5 separate regions of the Mus musculus genome follow, and all the other regions are linked to region 1. Evidence: chromatin contacts called from public HiChIP or PLAC-seq and promoter capture Hi-C data. All regions are on one chromosome and are shown on one strand. The core of a region is the stretch at or near the end of the contact, and the rest is flanking DNA. Distances in the headings are between cores, read along the strand shown.

What was found. Promoter capture Hi-C pulls out the DNA fragments that hold promoters and counts their contacts. HiChIP or PLAC-seq counts read pairs in DNA pulled down with a chosen protein or histone mark. Capture Hi-C pulls out chosen DNA fragments and counts their contacts.
Region 2: a contact with region 1 is called in a promoter capture Hi-C map of hippocampal neurons, with 2.9 times the contacts expected there. The contact joins the promoter of Rnf126 here to the promoter of Rps15 in region 1. A contact is called at or near these places in 1 of 39 promoter capture datasets (hippocampal neurons), 1 of 484 Hi-C or Micro-C datasets (embryonic stem cells), 1 of 115 datasets of contacts at active chromatin or transcription factors (pancreatic cancer cells) and 1 of 9 other capture datasets (liver).
Region 3: a promoter capture Hi-C map of liver shows a contact between it and region 1, with 4 times the contacts expected there. The contact joins the promoter of Lmnb2 here to the promoter of Rps15 in region 1. A contact is called at or near these places in 8 of 39 promoter capture datasets (cranial neural crest, embryonic stem cells, fetal liver and 4 more) and 1 of 9 other capture datasets (adipose tissue).
Region 4: a contact with region 1 is called in a promoter capture Hi-C map of liver. The contact joins the promoter of Polrmt here to the promoter of Rps15 in region 1. A contact is called at or near these places in 1 of 484 Hi-C or Micro-C datasets (embryonic stem cells), 1 of 115 datasets of contacts at active chromatin or transcription factors (pancreatic cancer cells) and 1 of 9 other capture datasets (liver).
Region 5: a contact with region 1 is called in an HNF4G HiChIP or PLAC-seq map of pancreatic cancer cells. The contact joins the promoter of Creb3l3 here to the promoter of Rps15 in region 1. A contact is called at or near these places in 5 of 39 promoter capture datasets (cranial neural crest, embryonic stem cells, liver and 1 more), 1 of 484 Hi-C or Micro-C datasets (B cells) and 2 of 115 datasets of contacts at active chromatin or transcription factors (embryonic forebrain and pancreatic cancer cells).

What each region holds. Positions count from the first base shown.
Region 1 is chr10:80,291,102-80,293,801 of GRCm38.p6, forward strand. Rps15 (ribosomal protein S15) reads left to right here and starts at 1,330. Exons shown (of 4, transcript NM_009091.2): 1 at 1,330-1,382; 2 at 1,674-1,759; 3 at 2,541-2,700. The coding sequence starts at 1,380.
Region 2 is chr10:79,765,521-79,768,220 of GRCm38.p6, forward strand. It overlaps Rnf126 (ring finger protein 126), which reads right to left and starts at 1,432. Exons shown (of 9, transcript NM_144528.3): 1 at 1,233-1,432. The coding sequence starts at 1,307.
Region 3 is chr10:80,916,837-80,919,536 of GRCm38.p6, forward strand. Lmnb2 (lamin B2) reads right to left here and starts at 1,409. Exons shown (of 12, transcript NM_010722.5): 1 at 1,128-1,409. The coding sequence starts at 1,382.
Region 4 is chr10:79,745,282-79,747,981 of GRCm38.p6, forward strand. Polrmt (polymerase (RNA) mitochondrial (DNA directed)) reads right to left here and starts at 1,300. Exons shown (of 21, transcript NM_172551.3): 1 at 1,184-1,300; 2 at 393-491. The coding sequence starts at 1,271.
Region 5 is chr10:81,091,340-81,094,039 of GRCm38.p6, forward strand. It overlaps Creb3l3 (cAMP responsive element binding protein 3-like 3), which reads right to left and starts at 1,252. Exons shown (of 10, transcript NM_001382818.1): 1 at 1,164-1,252; 2 at 459-590; 3 at 1-96. The coding sequence starts at 1,190.

The DNA of each region.
Region 1 (2,700 bases), core at 80-2,579:
CCACTACTGTCCTACCTCTCCTCTCTCTTTAAAGACAGGGATGGTCTTTCTATGCATCCCTGGCTGGCCTGGAATTCACAGACCGCTCTGCCTTCTGTGTGCTACACGTGCCTCTGCTGGACTTTGCTACTTCGTGGGCTTCTTTTTCTTCCATCCTTCTCCACCTTTTTCCTCCTAGCCTTCCAACCCCCAACACTAGATAAGAGAGAAAATGTTGGAGCTGGGCGTGGTGGTGCACACCTTTAATCCCAGCATTTGGGAGGCAGAGGCAGGCGGATTTCTGAGTTCAAGGCCAGCCTGGTCTACAGATTGAGTTCCAGGACAGCCAGGGCTACACAGAGAAACCCTGTCTTGAAAAACAAAACAAAACAAAACAAAAATAGAAAATGCGGCTTCCTTTCCAACATTCATTCATATTCTCTCTCTCTCTCTCTCTCTCTCTCTCTCTCTCTGGTTTTTCGTTTTTTGAGATAGGGTTTCTCTGTGTAGCCCAAGAGCTGGGATTAAAGACAAAGACTTGCCGGGCGTGGTGGCACACGCCTTTAATCCCAGCACTTGGGAGGCAGAGGCAGGTGGATTTCTGAGTTAGAGGCCAGCCTGGTCTACAAAGTGAGTTCCAGGACAGCCAGGGCTATACAGAGAAACCCTGTCTCGAAAAAACAAAACAAAAAAAAGACAAAGACTTGTGCCATCACACCTGGCTTCTATTTTATTATAAAACGAAACACTCACTGGGTCAGGGAGTCTAAAGCCAAGTCCCAGGATGGTGGAAAGAGAGCACTGATCTCTCCAAGTTGTCTTCTAATTAACCACTCACTTTTGAGGTGGTAGGCTCACACATCCCACAAGAAAAGCAGACAGCCTGGAGGTGGTAGCTCACGCCTTTAATCCCAGCACTTGGGATTAGCCTCTGGCCAGCCTGTTCTACAGAGCGAGTTTCAGGACAGCCAGGCCTACACAGAGTCCCTGTCTTGAACCTCCGTCTCCCCCAAAAATGTATGTATATATTTTGCTATTAGGAATCATAATTGTAAATATCTGATATGCAGGATATCTGATATGCCACCTCCAAAGAGGCTGTGACCCACGGGTTGAGAATCACTGCTTGAGACCTTGTACATGAGAGAGGCAGAAACACAGAGACAGAGAAGACAAAGAAAACCAGGGACAGAGAGACAGACACACTAACAAAAACCCCAAAGGGAGCCACGCCCCTCCGGAGGGTAGCGGCGCTTTTGCTCTGGCCTCCGGACAGCGGGGGGCAATGGCGAGTATCCGCAGAGCGGAAGCTGTTGAGCGGTGGAGGCGGGCCCTCCCGGCAGAGCTCGCGATAACTGCGCAAGCGCAGCCCGTACTTCCTTTTCCGAGTAACCGCCAAGATGGTGAGTATTCGTGCACGGCGGTCTGTGCTCCCGGGTATCCGTCGCCATCCTCCCGGGGCCCTTTCGCAAGACTCTGGACTCGCTGCCTGGGGATGTAGCGATGTGCTCGGGTGCCCGGAGACTGCGGATGGCGGGTGCGGAAGGGCCCGGATGGCTGCGGGCGGCCGCGGGGCTGTGTGTCCCCTCGCCCGTCCGCCGTAGCTTAGAGGAGCGCGGCTCGCGCAGCTCAGGTCCCTGGGCTCCCGGGTAAGGTTGCCGAGCCCCTGCTAACCCCGACTCGCGCTCACGCAGGCCGAAGTGGAGCAGAAGAAGAAGCGCACCTTCCGCAAGTTCACCTACCGTGGCGTAGACCTCGACCAACTGCTCGACATGTCCTAGTAAGAGGCCCCGTCACCTTAGTCCCGCCGGGTCGCTGGCCCGTTTGTACATTTTCCTTTTCTGTGGGTGGTGCTGGAAATAGAGCCAGAACCTTTGCACATGTCACATGGGAGAGGCAAGGAAGGGTCTCGAGTGCCGGGCAATGGTGGCGCACGACTTAATCCCAGCACTTGGGAGGCAGAGGCAGGGGAATTCTGAGTTCGAGGCCAGCCTGGTCTGCAGAGCGAGTTCCAGGACAGCCAGGGCTACACAGAGAAACTCTTGAGTCGGAAAAAAAAAAAGGGACCCGTGTAGCCCAGGCTCTCCTCGAACTCCTGATCCTCTCAACCTCCCTAATGTTTGGGTCACCATCACGGTGCAGAGCATCAAACTCGGGGCGTCCTAGCCTCCTAGGCAAGCGCTCTAGATTGTGACCTCAACTCGGCCCCTGCTACAGTTGTGCAGTGTTCGACAGTCTTATGTAGACAGAACTACCTTGCCTCAGTCTCCCGCTGACTGGGCTCACAGGCCTCCCTGTGACCTTGGGGAAAATCAACCACGGATAGGTAATTTGTCTGGGTGGGCTGTCAAAGGAAAAGGTTTGATCTCGGCTTACGTCACTGCCTGTGGAAGCTGGTGGATTCATTTTAGAGGGTTGTGCCCTGAAGGTTGACGGCAGTGCTATGGAGGACTTGTCTTTAGTGAGCTCCCGGCATGTTCCTTTCTGGGTGTGAAAGAAATGGAGCAGTGCTGGCGCAGCATGCTGTCCCCGGGTCTCCAAACCACCCCCTTCTCCCACAGTGAGCAACTGATGCAGCTGTACAGCGCCCGCCAGAGGAGGCGCCTGAACCGTGGTCTTCGGCGGAAGCAACACTCACTGCTCAAGCGCTTGAGAAAGGCCAAAAAGGAGGCACCACCCATGGAGAAGCCTGAGGTGGTGAAGACGCACCTGAGGGACATG
Region 2 (2,700 bases), core at 182-2,681, 530 kb before region 1:
TCCTTACAGAAAACAGTTCCCAGAGCTCACAATGGTGCCAAGGGGCAGCATAGTCCCCAGTCCAGGGGCGTCAAGGCAGATCTGGGGAGGCAAGGCTGAGGCACAGGAAACACAAGTAGAAATAACAATCAATTCCTATGTTCCAGGTTCACCTGGCACCCCACATACCACTCTCTCCAAGCTGCCCCCCTTCCTAGACAGGGTTCCTGTCTGTCCTGGAACTAACAGTTGGCCTCAAACTCAGACATCGGCCTGCCTCTGCCTCCCAAGTGCTGAAATAAAAGGTGTATGCCACCACCTGAATTCTTGGAGTTAATCGCCCTGAAGAATGTCATGGTGTCACCATCCAGAGGGAGAGTGCAGAGACCAGAAGGAACTACAGCACCTCTTACCACCCACCCCGTCGTCACCCTGACAGACTCTGGCTAATTACTCCACCACCTTCTCCGCAATGGTAGATTGGCTTACACCAAACTAGCTACTACTTCTTCAAGGACCCACCCAGGCTTCCACCTCGAAGGGCAGGAGCAGGCTCCACGCTTGGCCTGGAAAGGCCACGGTAGGTTGCAAGTACTGAGCGATCACCTTTCCAGGAGCGAGCCTCAAACCTGGGTATGAAACAAGGGATGCCTGGAAGGTGGGAGGTTCTGTCCTGGGAGAGGAGGCCTGGGGATACCAGCCTAGTCAAAGTCACTCTCAAGAAACTTGCAGGATCCCTGGCATGCACCTGGACAAAACCACCTTGAACCGGAAAAGATGCAGGACACCCAAGCAGGGTCCTCAGGATAGATATGTCCAAAGCTACGAGGAAGAAGCAGGAGGCCAGGGGACAACCAGGTGGGGACCGGGGGATGCAACTGGTCAAAGCCACACTGAAGCCTTAGCACAAGGCCTGTAACAGGCAAGGAGGTGCAGGTACGACCTTCCCAGACCCTCCAGCTCCGCCGTCGGATTCGCAGCTCCTCTGGGCGCAGCAGCGAGGCCCGGGGCGGCGCTCGAGGCCGCGCCGCGCGCCCCCGCGTCCTGGCCACGCGCTCGGCGGCCGTCCCCAGCGCGGAGCTCAGCTTCCGAGCCCCACCGGGTCCGACCAAGCCTGCGTCCCTCGGGCGACCCCGCCGCCGCCCTAGGTTCTTGGACCTGCCCGCCACGCTGCTCGCACCCCGCCGGGTCTCAATTTCCCCTCTAGCCAGCTTCGCGCGCACAGCTCCACGGCCCTCCCGCCCAGGTCTCACCGGCAGGCGCGGCACGATCTCTACCGAGCAGCAGTGGCAGAAGTACCGTCCGGGCTGCGGCGACGCCTCGGCCATGGCCACCGCCGCCTCCGCGCCGCCCGCCCCCCGCGCGGCGCCTGCCGCCGGCCGTTTGCTGCTCCCTCGCCGGCCGACGCGCCCGCGCACGCTCACGCATGGCACGCACGGCACGCACGGCAGGCGTGGGGCTCGCGGAGAAACGCGGGCAACGCGCTGCGGGGGGCTGACTCGTGGAGAACGGTGGCCGCACTAGGACAAAATAAGTATTTCCGGAAGCCAGAGACCTGGGTCCAGTGTGTGGGGCGGAGCCTGGGGGCGAAGCGGCGGAGCCTAGTCTCCTTAGTAACCGGGACGGAGGTGAGGGTCAAGACTGCAGAGCATCTTGGGGGCGTGGCCTATCTGGTGTGGGCGGAGTCTAGAGGGCTTGGCACTTGGGGGTGGAAGGGCGGAGTCACGCTTGAAGAGTGCGGAAGTCCAGGGACAGCGCGAAGGCGGGTCGCCTTGGCGATGACTTTAGGAGGTGAAGTCAGACATGGAAGCAGAAGAAGTCAGAGATGGGGGGCCAGCGAGCGGCGGGGCTACGTGGGGGAGAAGACTTTTTGGCAACCTGCGTGGGACAGGGCCTCGGGGAAGCCTCCGCGACCAAAGGGCGGGGCCTTCGTGGGGGCCCGGGATGTCTCTTTGGCAACCTGGGGTAGGTTATAACCTGTAGGCAACTGGAAAGCTTTAGGGTCCGCAGGCTGAGCCTGCGCAGGGCGGGGCCGGGTTTCCATGGTGACGAGACAGCGACGGGACCAATCCTGGAATCCGCCTAGGAATTTGGCGTGAGCCTGGAGGCGGAGCTCCAAGCTTGCGGGGGCCGTCTCCTTGGCAACGAGGATGGGCAAGCCTGAAGGCGGGTGACTATCTCCAGAGCGGGGATGTAGTCGACAGGGCTGAGTTTCTCCGGCATACGGGATTGGATGTAGAGGCCTCGGAAAGCCAAGTACAGTCGCGAAGTTGGAGTCCTTGAGGGGCGGGACTTGGTTGCCTTGCCAATGGCTTAAGTTGTTAGGGCTATCCCTAAAAAAAAAAAAAAAAAAAAAGTGAGGGACGGGGCCTAAGAGACTCCTCCTCTTCTTCGAACCATCAAGCCCTCATTTCCCAGCTTCCTTCCCCTCATTTAGCCTTCCAGACAAGCTTGCCTGTGGATATTTGCTTGCACTGCACTGCCTGTGCCTCCAAGTGCTTGGTCCCCCAAACTCCGGAGTCTCGGCTGCAATGTTGCCTTTTCACGCGGTCTCTACAGCCCTCCTACATACACTTATGTACACCTGATAATCTGTAAAAACAGTGCCGGGCAGAAGGGAGTATCATGTCTGGACGATACACATCAGGTGTTCCACAAACACCCGAGATAAGGATGAAGAAGGGATGCATTCTCTGGTAGAAGGAGGATCCTCTAGCCCGC
Region 3 (2,700 bases), core at 159-2,658, 630 kb after region 1:
TTAAACCTATGACCCTGGGTGGGCAGGGCTTTCCTGCCTATTCATGGAATGTGAAGTGTCCCCCAAGGTCCTTGAGACAGGGTTTCTCTGTGTAGCCCTGGCTGTCCTGGAACTCACTCTGTAGACCATGCTGGCCTCGAACTCAGAAATCCACCTGCCTCTGCCTCCCAAGTGCTGGGATTAAAAGCGTGCGCCACCACTGAGGGAAACACCCAAAGGTGACCTCTGGCTTCCACATGCACAAACACATACACACACACCCATACACACACACACCCATACACACACACACCCATACACACACACCCACACACACACACACACACCCATACACACACACACACACACACACACACACACACACACACACACAAGCCATCCTGATCCCACTCAGCTAAGCTTAGGTCCTTAGGACCCGGCTTTATTGAAGTTTTACCTCAGTCTACACGTCTCCTTTAGGGTCCCCATGTGAGCACAGGTTAGCTTCATCAGCACCTGTCTCAAGAGCGCCCGGGTGGGTGGGGCTTCGGGGGCGGGGACTAACATTGTTTACACCTGTCACTTGTCCCTAAAGTCCCTCCCATGGGAGGGATTTGGACCCATCTGCACTAGTCCCCTTCCCCGTCCAGACTTTAACCTGTGTTAGGGTTTTTGGTAGGCGGGACTTACCTGCCTGCACCAGTTCCTGGTCCCCCCAGTGGGTGGGGCTTAGCGGTTTGCACCTGTAAGAGATGTGTCTCCCCTCCCCTTGGGCGGCGCTCAGCGCTCTGCAATCGTCCCTGGGGTCTATGGTGGGCAGGGCTCAGGCCTATCACCCAACCCTGGGGTGTCCTGGTGAGCAAAACTTAGCTGTCGGCATCTGCCCCTGGGGGTCCCCGGTGGACTGGGCTTCAGCGTTATGCATCTGTACTGAGGTCCCCGGTAGGCAGTATTTAGCCCTTATATTCCAGCCCCAGAGTCCCCAGTGAACAAGACTCAGCTAGCTGTGCACCAGCCCCCGGGTCCCCTGTGGGCTGGGCTTAGCTAGTTCTATGCACCGTCTCCGGGATCCCGGGTGGGCAGGACTCCGCTCATTTCACCTATCACCAGGATCAAGCTCCCCGCGTCCCCGGTGCCGACCCACGTACCTCGCGAGTGGTCACCTCCTCCTTCTCGGAGATCCGGAGCAGCAACCTATCATTCTCCAGCTCCAGCGCGCGGACACGGTCGATGTAGTGTGCCAGGCGGTCGTTGAGCTCACGGAGCTCCTCCTTCTCCTGCAGCCGAGACAGACGCGTGGGCGACAGCGGCGTGGCGGGCCCCGCGTGGGGCGGCAGAGACGCCATGGCGGAGGTGGCGGCGGCGGGAGAATCACCTCGGTTGCCCGAATGCGGCGCGCTCATTCAATCCGCGCCGCGGAAGATGGCGCCGCCGCCCGCAGCGCGCCGGAATTTGTAGTCTCCTTGGCGCGGAGCACGCAGGGAGCCGTAGTCCACAGGGCAGCTTGCGAGGCATGCCAGGAGATGTAGTTTCCAGCTTTCCAGTAAAACCCGGGGTTTGGCAGTTACCCTGATTGCGGGTGGAGGAGGCGTTCTGATTTCTACATGTGTACAGATGCACACATGAAGCCACATAAGCGCACACACAGAAATCAATTAATAAATTAAACAAATGCAGAACAAATCGAACAAAAAGACAGCAAGGGTGGGTGAGATGCCTCAGAGGGTAGAAAGGCACCTGCTGCCAAAACTGATGGTCGAATTTGGATCGCTGAACCCTACATACGAGAAGACAAGCAATGCACACAATTGTCTCCTGGACTCCAATTGGGTTCTTCGAAAAACACAGAAATATGTGAGTTTGTGTTTTTGTTTTAATTAGAGGTGTCACATATGGGGCTGCTTCAGATAGTCTGCAGCAGCTGACTATGATTTGCTTCGTGCTCTAGCAGAGGCACGGTTTTGTCAGTTGCACATAGTTTCTGCGATTGTGACCTTAGGAATTATGGACACTTTTCAGAAGATATACAAATGTTATGGCCCCAAGACGGGCTTTGGTTGGTCTCTGTTGGTAACGGTTTGTTAACTAGTCGTGTGCAAAGAAGAAACAACAACAAGAAGAAATTAGATAGCCTGACAGCAAAATCAAACTTGCTCCAAGGAACTCAATGCCCCCAATCAACAGGAAATAGCCTAACAATAATGTCACCCCCTCTTCTCTCTGTCCTTTCCCCCCTCCTATCTAGTGTTAAGGGTTGAAAGGATGGAAAGAGGGTAGAAAAGGGTGGAAGAAAGAAGAACCCACAAAGTAGCCAAGTTCTGCTAAAGTGTCCACACACAGGAACATAGTAAACAAATGTAATTTTTAAAAGAGCCGCCACAAGGCAAATGTCCACTACTGTCTTCCCAGCACTGGCAGGAGGATGGTGAGTTTGAGGATAACATAGCAGAAACACAGGGCTACCAATGTGAGTCAATGTGTAGAGTGTTTGCCTGACTGAGGTCCTGGCTTCTATCCCAGCACCGTGGATGAGCCCCCTGCTCTCACCTCAGCACCAGGCAGATGGAGGTAAGAGAATCAGGAACTCAAGGGCAACCTCCGTGACACAGAGGGTGTGATGGTTTGTATATGCTCGGCCCAGTGTGTGGCACTATTAGAAGGTGTGGCCCTGCTGGAGCAGGTGTGGCACTGAGGGTGTGGGCTAAGACCCTCACCCTAGCT
Region 4 (2,700 bases), core at 50-2,549, 550 kb before region 1:
GAAAGAGGAAGGAAGGAAGGAAGACAGACAGGCAGGCCTGGCAGACAGGCTGGATTCCAGCTGCACCTCGACTCTGCAGGACTAAAACTGGAGACTTCTATGTCAGCATTCCAACAATGCAAATCCGGTATTGTTCAGGTGTATTTGGGGCCTCCACTGTCTTCCTAGAAGTGAGAGCCCCAGGTGGGAATCTGGAACTCAGGGAATGGAATTACAGCAGCTCCCAGAACCAGCACAAGAGGACCCACAGGACCACAGACAGGCCAGCCAGACAACACTGCTCAGTGGACTCTGGACCCCATTTTACATACTCCCTTGGAGTGGTCAGGTACAACGCAGAGCACACTCCCTCAAGGCTTCACTGTGGAGAAGGACTTAGGACACCAACTTACCTTCCAGCAGTTCAGCATGGCCCCACTCCCTCAGGACATGTTGCTCACGGGGACTGGCAGCGGAGCTCCTTCTTGAGCTGCAGAAGCCACCAAAAGTCCCTAGAAAGAGACATGAAGAATAAGAACACAGAAACCATCCTATCAAGTGGACACCGTGGCATGCACACTTATTACCCCAGGTCTCTGGAGGCTGAGGTGGGAGGGTCTCCAATTGGATTCCAGCCTGGGCTACAAAGGAAGTTCTAGGTTAAGCTAGTGTGAGTTCCTGCCTCAAACTTACGTCATGCCCAGAAAGAAATGGATCAAAAGACAAGGACTGCCAGGCATGGGATCTCAGAACTCAGGAGGTTGAAGCAGTAGGACCTGAGTTCAAATAAAGCATCCAGCATGAACCACATGGAAACACCATGGCTCAAAAAAAAAAAAAAAAAAAAAAAAAAAACACGCCCCGCCCACAAATAAATCCAGACCCAGAAAAAGACCAACTTCAAGGGCAGAACAGGCCAAAGCTATAAGGATCGGGGTGCAGGATCCAGCAAGAAGTACTCCTAACTAAAAGTAGCCAAAGGTCAATGCCAATATCCGTAAGTCCCCAACAGTGGGTCAGAGACATGGAAAAGCGAGCAACAATCAAAAGTCAAAGTGCCCTGCGGACCTAGAGAGACGTTGCCAACTAGTGCCCAGCTAAATGGGTCCCCAGAAACTCCTCCATAGGTCAAAGAACAAAGGTTGAAGGTGACCGGGATCCTAAGGAAGGGAAGATTATAGTCCTGGATCCGACACTCCTTTACCTTCCTCCGAAGGCGGGCGGTGGGGCCCAGGGGAGCGCAGAACCCGGCCAAGCCCGGCTGCGCTTCGGGTCCACCGGAGCGCCGACATGCCGCCTGCTGCCCGCAGTGCGCACGCGCACGCGCCGCCTGCAGGGAGCTGTAGTTCTGCGACTGCCGGAAGCGCTCTTAGGGTCTGTCCTGTGAGAGGAGTCGAAGGAGAACTACAACTCCCAAGAGGCAGCGGGCAGCGTGGCGGCAAGAGAGCATGCGCAGAAATACTCTTCTGATTCGTTCTTTTCATATCCAAGTTCCCTCTTTAGTTTTTATATTTTTTTGTTCTTTGATTGACTGGTTTCTGCTTTATTTTATTTGTTCATATATATGTGCGTAACATTTACATATGTGTATATATTATGTACTATATGCACATTTTTGGCACAAAGTCTCACTATTTAACCATGAATGTCCTGGAATTTAACAGGATTCCCTTGAACTCAACAGATATCCTCCTTATACTCCTGCTCTGCCACCCAGTACTGGGACTATAGTCGTGCGCCACCACGCCCAGTCCCTACCCTATTTGTTTCTCCTCCTCTTCCTCCTCCTCCTCTCTGCCTCTCTCTGTCTCTGTCTCTCTGTATGTATATGTGTTTGTGCAAATGGAATCAGGGCCGTAGAAAGATGGAAAAGACGTGTAAATAGTACCACATCGCGATTTCATTCATCCATCCATCCATTCATTCATTCACATTCACAGAGTCCCATGTAGCTCATGTTAGCTTCCAATTTACATGTATGAGAACTAATCTGGAAAGCCTGACCTTGCTGTCTTCTCCTTCCCAGTGTTGGACTAAGGGATCTATCTACACGTAGCCCAGGTTGGTTTCAAACTTCTAATGTGGCCAAAGATGACAGTGAATTCCTGATCCTCCTGCCTCCTAGCTCAGGAAGTGCCGGATGACAGATATGTGCTATCACGCACCAGCATTTTATATTTGAGACAGAATCTCACTAAATTTTCCAGGCTAATTCTGTAGCTCAGACAGTACCCTCCTGAGAAGACAGGACCTGGGCTCATTTTCTCAGTACTAGGGCTTCTACTGTCTGGAGCGCATCAGTGAGAGCTTTGGGTTTATAATCCCAGCCCTCTGGAGGTAAAGGCAGGCGGATTCAAATTTAAGCACATAAAATGCACATAAAACCTTGTCTCAATCAGGCAGTCGGGCAAGCAAACGGACAGATAAACAGACACACACACAAACTCAGAGCTGGGTGTGGTGGCACACACCGTTTTTGCTTTTGTTTTTGTTTTTTTAAAGATTTATTTATTTTATGTATCTGAGTACACTATCTCTGTCTACCAGAAGAGGGCATTGAATTCCATTACAGATGGTTGTGAGCCACCATGTGGTTGCTGGGAAATGAACTCAGGACCACTGGAAGGTCAGTCAGTGCTCTTAACCCCAGGTGGCACACACCTTTAATCCCAGCACTTGGGAGGCAGAGGCAGGCAGATTTCTGAGTTCTAGGCCGGCCTG
Region 5 (2,700 bases), core at 2-2,501, 800 kb after region 1:
GTCAGCGGGGGACCATAATGGAGAGCTGGGGTCAGAGTCTCCAGGTCCCAGGATGCAATTTAGGAATTCATCAGAATCAGAATTTAGTAGAACTTTCTAGAATGGGAGTGGAGAGAGCAAGACACATGTTTATTCAGATTGCTGTGTGACTCCGGGCAAATCCCTGACCCTCTCTGTGTCTTAGAGAGGGAGTCATTCTTTCTCCCTGAGCATCTGAGATGAAATGGCAGTTAAAGGATAAACAGGGAAAGATATGAACAGGAGACTGTGTTCTGAGTTTGAATTTGAACGCAGGTGGAAGTTGGCTATGTGACTCTGGGTGAGTACCATGCTCTCTCTCTGATCTCCCTCCCTCCTCTGCCTTAAGCAGATGTGTGAGGGTTACAGGCTGCCCAGTTCAGTGGCACGTCCTGTGCCCCACCCCAGCTGTAGCTGGAAATCTCCCGGGGGACCCTCACCTGCTCCTCTCTGGCGAGGATCCAGCCCTCGGCCAGCTCCACGTTTCTCAGGATGCCGTCCTGCCGATCAAACAGGAGGTCAAGGACCTCCATGCTGTCCAAGGGCGCCATAGCACAGACAGGGGACGCCATCTAGATCCAGGAGAGAGAGAGAGAGAGAGGACTCTGTTCTTATACACAGCACCCCAGCTCCTTCCAGGCCAAATGTGACTTCCATTCAGCCCCCGGGCTGGGTCTCTGTGAATCTGCCTGAAATGTAAGCAGGGTTGGACTGGGGTAACCAAGAGTCTGTAAACCTGGTCTACCACTAGCAAGACTCAAAACAAAGAACAAGCAAAACAAACCAAAAATTTAGAAATCCATATGGCTCCTGTGCTATGGCACACATACACTATAGTTAAAATTTTTAACATATATGTTTATAACAACAAGTAGAGAGGCTGGCTCACACCTTTAATCCCAGTACTCGGGAGGCAGAGGCAGGCAGATCTCTGTGAATTCGAGGCCAGCCAGGGCTACACAGAGAAACCCTAATTCCAGAGGAGATATTGGTGCCTGGATCAAACTGTCCTGAAGTCCCTGGAAGGCTATGTGAACTCAGTGTGATCCCCCTTTCCAGTCTCAGTCTTCCCAGCAGTATGATGGGGTCCTATCAGGCTGCCAACCCCCCCCCCCCGGCTCAGCGTCCCCACCGTGGCCCCTCACCTTTCCAGCCGCTATGTCCCCATCCATGAGTCCCGTGCCTGTGGCAGCCTCTTTTCGGGTCCCTGTCACCGCCTGCTACAGCCTTTGCCACGTCTCCACCTCCCAAAGATGCTGAAATACAGGCCAGCAGCTCCCAGCCCAGCTCCTGCTGTTGACTGGGAGACAGGCAGGACCGCGGACCAATGGTGAGTGGCCGTGGCAGGGGGAGGGTGGGACGACTGTTATCTTTCTGTTTTGTGCTTTTTCCAGGGAGCAAAGAGCAAAGTCTGGGGTGTCGGGTCTGTGTGACCTCTCCCCTACTTACAGCTACTGTTTCTGTCTAGCGTCACCGGATGTTGGATCTCCAGCAAAACCCAGGGTCCTTGGGTAGGTTGCCAGCTCTTGTGACAGAGAAAAATAGCGACCATAGGTGCATGGAATTCATGCCGTCATGCAAGGTGACAACCGCTAACCCTGTAGGAGCAAAGCAGGAGCCACTGCTGCACAGCGCATCCCCCACTGTCCCATGTGTTAATCAGTTCCTTCTGGAATCACCCGCCCTGCATGCACTTAGCCAACAAATATTTATACAAACTGCACTTTCCCTACCCCGGGGCCTTTGCACCTGCATTAGGCCACCTGTCCTGTCCCTGTGATGGATTCTGTTCCATCACTTTCGTGTGTCCTTCCTGGCCCAGCCCAGTCCCACTCACTCTTTTCAGAGGACAACTTGACCTACAGATGATCCTCCTGCCTTCACCTCCTGGCTGATGTGGAGCGGCACAAGCTCAGTGTGCATGTTAGACAAACTCTCTGCCAACTCCTGCACAGCCCTCAAAGTCCTGTCTGCCATGTCCATCTGCTTCCTGCTTTTCTTTCATTTGCTGTCTCCCTTGTTCTGCGCCCTCAACCCTTTACTCCTGTAACCCCCAGTTGCACCCCTGCTCCAGCCACAGCAGCCTCCTCACTCAGTGACCAGGATAGGCTCTATAGGTCATTATTAGCTGCTCCTTTCCAGAATGGGGGGGGGGGTATACGGTTGACACTCGATTGATACTTGCTCATTGAGGAGCTCCTATGTGCCAGCTACTGGTTTAGGCATGGCCAATCGATCTACGAGCGTCCTGGACTGAGTTGGGTAGAGAGATGAGTACAACTTGAGAGAGAAATGCCATCAAGATACCGAATGACTCCAAAGCAAGGACTCAGGGTCACCCAGAGTCCTGGAAGGGAGACTGGGTCAACTGAGAAGAGCAGCTGGAAGGCGCTTTAGGCTGAAGAGGTAACCTGTGCAAAGCCTGGGGCAGCATGGAGCTTCGGGCACTGAAGGAGCACGGAGGACTGTTCTGTGGCTGGAGCACGAGGAAGGGGGAGGGAAGAGGAGCGAGAAACTGCCCTTGAGATGACAGTCTATGGGGGAGGGGGTATAAGCGAACACCTAGGCAGCAAGAAAACACATTAGCAACCACTGACTGCATCAGAAGGGGGTGCAGCACAGGGCTGAGACCCTGGGCACAGCCTGAGGTGAAGGGATGGAGAGAATTCTCTGAGAAAAGAC